Regions from separate parts of the Mus musculus genome. Here region 1 is linked to region 2. A link is a contact called in public promoter capture Hi-C data. All regions are on one chromosome and are shown on one strand. Each heading gives the region's core, a stretch centred on a gene start, on an enhancer-like site or on the middle of the called end of the contact. The rest is flanking DNA. Distances are from core to core; before and after follow the strand shown.

Region 1 (2,770 bases), core at 113-2,612, 1.1 Mb after region 2:
TGCTGCTGTTGTTTTGCCATGCAGCCCAGTCTGGTCTGACACTTCCTGGGAGGCCTGGCTGGTCTTGAACACATTAATCCAGACTGGTTGTGAATTCAATATTCTCTTACCTCTGCCTCCCAAGTGCTACTGTTGGAGTCATGTGCCCTGACTTCTAGCGGGATGATGTGCCAATCAATATGTGTCCTTTCTTGTTTCTATTTATTCACTTTAATAGAATAATCCTTCCTTTTCAAGTTGCATTCGTTTAAACTAAAACCTTTTTTGCTTTTATATTTTTCACCTTTATAACTATTATCATTATTATTAACTTTTGTGTGGTGTTTGTGACATATCTGTGTGGGCGTGGAGTCATTTCTCTTCTTTCAACTTTTCTTAGGCTCTGAGTTCAAACTGACATCCCCGTGTTTTTCATCCCAGCACTCAGGAGTCAGAGGCAGGCAGATCTCTGAGTTCGAGGCCAGCCTGGTCTTCAGAGTGAGTTCTAGGATAGCCAGGACTATACAGACAACCCCTGTCTCAAAAAATAAACAAACAAAAAATGAAAATATGCCTGCTTAACCTCTAACTGTGAATCGTTTTGTGTCTTTAAATCTCATGTATGCCAATAATAGATTCTGTATGTACATATGTGTGTATGTTTAGGGTTATGTATCATATCAAAGTTCATTCCGTTCCTTGTTGGCCAGCTGCAGAGTCAAACACCTGAAAGCTTGTACTGTTATCTCTTCTTCTGTTTGATACTTATATAGAAGTAGGCTACTACAAATATCTTAGGATCTCTGTTACTGTGACAAAATACCATGGCCAAAATCAACTTTGCTGGAAAAGGGTTTATTTCATCTTACAACTTGTAGTCCATCATCTGGGAAAGTCAGAAGAGAAGGAACTCAGTCCAGGCACAGAAACAGAAGTTATAGAGGGAAACTGCTTACTGGCTTACTCCCTGTGGCAAGCTCAACCTGCTTTCTGACCCAAGAACAAGCAGGCCAGGGGGTTGGCACCACTCACGGTGAGCATGGTCTTTCCACATCCACCATCAATCAAGAAAATGCAGCACTTGCTTACCCACGGGCTCATCTGATGCAGACGTTTTCTCAGTTGAGGTTCCCACTTCCCAGATGACTTCCCTCCCATGTTGAGTTGATATGAAACAATCCAGAATAAGATATCATAGTTACCTCTCTGTTGCTGTGAGAAAATACCCCAAGAAAAGCAGCATAGGAAAGACAGGTTTTGGTTTGGCTTATGACCAAAGGTGTCTAGAGGGATAAAGTCCAAATGATATGCAAGGCACAGCAACAGTCAAGGAAATGTGCTATCTGGAGCAGGAAGCTGACAGGCCACATGTTTATTCATTCACAGGAAGTGGGCAGGAGAGGCAGGAAGTAAGGTGAGGCTAAGCTATAAAAACCTCAGAGCTCACCCCAGTGACAGAAGGACTTCCTTCCTTTTTGAATGGGATCTCATTTGGTCGCCCAGCTGGGTTCCTAACTCAGCCTTCGGCATTGCTACCACACCCATCTGATGTTATATAATCAAGGGAATAGGTGCTGCTTAGAACACGGATTCCATTCAGCGAGTATTCCTTGAGTGTCATAACCTCTTAGCTGCCTTCATTGCTGTTATTATTATAAAGCATGTGACACCAGTGTGAAGTCATATCTCAGTGGCCATCGTAGCTCGTTGTTGATTCCTTCTAAGCTTCACGTTGCCCAGATTTAGAACAGGAGAGTAACCTATGGTGATTGAGAGAATGACATAAATTTGGAGAATTTGCAGAGGACTATGTGGATCAAGACTTATGACATGGCCTGTTTACTGTTACTAAGAAACCGTCCAGTCTCCGAGAATCACCTTGAATTACTTGCTCATATCTATTTACTTTCCTAAGTCTTCTGAATTGATGATGGAAAGCAAAACAGAGTGATCACTGCGCCGACAGCAGTGCTTGCAAGCTGTGACAGGTGCAGCTCTGAAGGTCATCATGGAGAAGATACTGTAAGGACTTGGGAAGGTACCAAGGAAAGCAGGTTTCATCCCTAGCAAAAGCTCCAGCCCACCAGGATGAATCTAAGTAGATCTTGATGTATGGAGATATTTGGGGCCCATGATAGAGAAGCTTTTGTGAGTCTAGATTGAGTTTTGGAATTTTACATTGTTCAAAGCTGCATACCTTCTGATGAGAAAACACAATATATAATGATTGATTTTTATGTGAAATTTAAAAATGATTTGATTTAAATGCTTTTGGAATATTTTCACTCTCCTGAGTTCTGGAATTTAGCCATTGTTATATATTAAGAATATGTCTATACTAAGGACTTCTCAGGACAATAGCATCTATCCTGGCTCCTTATAAAATAGCTGCAAGGCTTTTTTTTAGTATACCATGTTAATATCTACAATTCTTCTGGTCCTTCACTATGCCTTGAGCAGTACCATTTGAAGTCAGTCTTTTGTTTTTTGTTTTTTTCATTTTCAAGCCAGGGTTTCTCTGTATAGCCCTGACTGTCCTGGAACTCTCTTTGTAGACCAGGCTGGCCTCGAACTCAGAAATCTGTCTGCCTCTGCCTTCTAAGTGCTGGGATTAAAGGCGTGAGCCACCACACCTAGTTTTTAAGACACATGATCACTATTTGATGATGTGCATTCTGTGATTTCTGTAAATTTACTGAGTATTAAAATGCATGCCGGCTCCCTATAGTCACTGAGGGTACAGACAGGGAAATGGCCCCAGGTCCCCTATCATCTGCCCTGTGCAGTCCCT
Region 2 (2,809 bases), core at 71-2,570:
CGCCCAGAGATGGAGAGTATTGAGCCAGGGAACCTAACCAACCCAAGAGGATAGGTAGAGCACCTATGCTTGGCTCCTGCACTATCAGGCCTTTTAAGGAGGGAAAGGGGTGTTCGCAATAACTCAAGGAATGAATTCAGGGTTCCAGGGTGGCCTGGATGCCAGCACCTGGTCCTGGAGAACGCCCATTTATAGAACATTACAACCGTTTCTGCACAAATTTCAACCAGCCTCTACTCCTAAGACTCACTACAGCTTCGATACACCTCTCTTTCTGTTGTCTTCAGAGGTGGCTTGAGGGTGTGTTAGCTTGCTTGTTTGAATACAGATGGAACTGAGGTGGCCAGCTTCGAGCATGAAGAGTAGAATTTCCTACTCACAGGCACTTCTCGCAGGCCAGAACCTGGAGCAGTCTGCCCACTGACCCTTTCAACCCCTAATCTTTGAACCCGCCTCAGCACAAGACAGAGGAATGTGCAGAAGGCAGCACAAAGCCAGGTAGACTTTCTGGTTTAGCTCACGAGGGACGTAGGTCGGTGCTGTCGCGCAAGGCAGAAAGGGGATACATAAGAGGTGTAACTTAAAGGACTTTTGACGATATCAACTACAGGCAGAGTCCCAAAGCATTTCCAAAAAAAATTACTTGGAAATGTTAGGAGACAAAACTATCAAACTGATTGATGTCTCTATTTTGCGGGAGACTGGAAGCAGCGTTAGGGCGCAGTAAAACCTGACTCCGGAGCAGAGCCTCCATTCGCTCCGGCCGGCGCCAAAGCGTGCTCAGCTGGGCCAGGCGGGAGCCCCGGGGCAGCTCCCACGCACAGCTCCTCGCTCCCGCGCCACCGAGGGCCAGGATCGGGGAAAGGAACGCGCCCGAACCTCCTGGGAGAGGAATGCCCTGGAGCTTATCTTATCCCCTAAGGAATCGCCTATTCCTCCAGCCCGGTCTTAGGAGCACTGAGCCATCCCACTTGGCCGGGGAAGACGATCCTCCCGCCTTCCTCGCCACGCCGCAGCCCGAACGCGAACAGGACCCCGCTTACTTTTGGTGGCAGAGATGAGGTTCTTGCCGTCTTTGATGAGCTCTTTGATGAACTTGTTGGTCCTCTCGAGCTCCGCTTCGTGCGCGCGGATCCTCTCCCGGAACCACGGGCTGTCGAGGTAGCAGTCGCTAAACTCCAGGGGCTGCAGCCCCATGACTGCGGCGGTGCGCGCGGGCGCAGGCCGAGCTGGGCTCCCAGGCGGCGGCAGCGAGCGGCTAGCAGGGCTGAGCGCGCGGCGAGCGCAGCACGGTCATGTCCAGCCCAGCCCAGCGACCCTGGAGAGTACGCGGCGCAGCTCCCCAATCCCGGCAGCCCCCGGCAGCAGCAGAGGCCGCCGCCCGGCCCCGCCCCGCCTCGGGCGCGCCCGCCCCGCCCCGCCCCCGCCCGCACGCCCCTGCTCTCCCGCCCGGGCGCCTTCGGCTCTCCTCCTCCCTGCCCTTCCCCGAACGCCTCTTCCTTCTCTTCCCCACGCGCAGTCGCCCCTCCTCTTCCTTCCGAGGCAGCGGCGATGGAGAACGTAGTCTGTGCCCTCCACCCCCGGACGCCTGCACCTCCCCGATCTCGGCTCACAAGGTCCAGGTGACTCAGGCTGGTCCCCGAAGTGGACGCCTGACCGAACGGGATGGTGGGTTTGTAATAGCAGGCCTCGGTCCCCGAGATCAGACGACTTAAAAGTCGGGGCGGGTGGAAATGATTGACTCATTTTATCTGTGTACCGAAGGAAGGGTGCTTCGCTGTGCAAGGGCTCGCACGCCGGGTGCTCTCTCTCCTTGTCTAATCAGCTGCCTTCGCGGGAATGCTTAACGTCTCCAACTCAGCGTGGACTCTACAGATTCTAGAACATTTTTCTTCGTGTCCATACTGAATGGCTTAGGACAAGGGAGCGTGTGGCTAAACCGCGTTGACCCTGCTTGTGTTCTATTCTGGAGATTAAATTTACACGGGTAGGAGAGGCGATCTGCTAAAAATAGCCCGCCGAAAGTAAATGCCAGACTTTTTGTGGTTTTTCACCATGGGAGGCTGCGTGGACAAGTGTGAATTCGTGTCAGTGCGCCCACAAAACTCCTTTCCTATTCCATGCGTTCTAAAGCAGAACTCAATACCTTCCTCAAATGTATACAGCAAATCTTACACTGGAGACACTTTATCAACTAGCAATTTTTAAGCAATTAACATGTGCCAGGTGCACACATGGCATACATTTTTCACAAACTCACAACACATGTTTACATGTAAAGGTTTAATGATGGTAATAGTACCAGGAAACTTCAAAGTGATTCTTTAAAAACGTTCCGACTGAGTGCAGTAATTAAGAGTTTGTTTGGCCCGTGAGCTGTAGGAGGAGTCTTAACCCTCTGGGAAGCATCTAAATATGCCTACTCTATAAACTCTGTTAAATAACAGCACCATTTGAGTGCCACAGATGAGGCCACTTTAATGTCCATCCTCAGACTTCAAAAGACTTTTACCAATAACTCCTAGGCAGTTTGAAAGGTTCATTTCCTACTAAAATCAGCAAGGAGTCTACCGAGGAAAGAAAGAGGCAAGGGGGAGGGAAAAACTGGAGACTGAATTAGGGCCTGGCAAAAGAGCGAAACACACTCCAGGCTCTGCAGAAACAAAACCCTAAACCCAGGCAGGAATATGGTCTGAGGCTGCAGTAATCCTCGATCCCATAAGCTGAGGCAAGAGGATAGAGAGTTTAAGGCCAACCTGGACTACCTGGTATGAGGCCAGGCAGGGCTACATAGCAAGATCCTGTCTCA

Evidence for each region. Promoter capture Hi-C pulls out the DNA fragments that hold promoters and counts their contacts.
Region 1: a contact with region 2 is called in a promoter capture Hi-C map of the HPC-7 cell line. The contact joins the enhancer-like site here to the promoter of Arhgap10 in region 2. A contact is called at or near these places in 3 of 39 promoter capture datasets (the C10 cell line, the HPC-7 cell line and liver).

Annotation. Positions count from the first base shown.
Region 1 is chr8:78,621,164-78,623,933 of GRCm38.p6, forward strand. All of the region lies in intron 5 of Slc10a7 (solute carrier family 10 (sodium/bile acid cotransporter family), member 7), which reads left to right. Among named protein-coding and RNA genes, the nearest start is that of Gm39203, 52 kb to the right of the region's middle. Within about 2 kb of position 1,363, at least 50 of the 459 cell types and tissues checked have an H3K27ac peak or open chromatin away from gene starts, as enhancers often do. A contact at or near this core is called in the HPC-7 cell line, where this site is marked.
Region 2 is chr8:77,516,587-77,519,395 of GRCm38.p6, forward strand. It overlaps Arhgap10 (Rho GTPase activating protein 10), which reads right to left and starts at 1,321. Exons shown (of 23, transcript NM_030113.2): 1 at 1,044-1,321. The coding sequence starts at 1,197. 0610038B21Rik (RIKEN cDNA 0610038B21 gene) reads left to right here and starts at 470. Exons shown (of 1, transcript NR_028125.1): 1 at 470-1,992.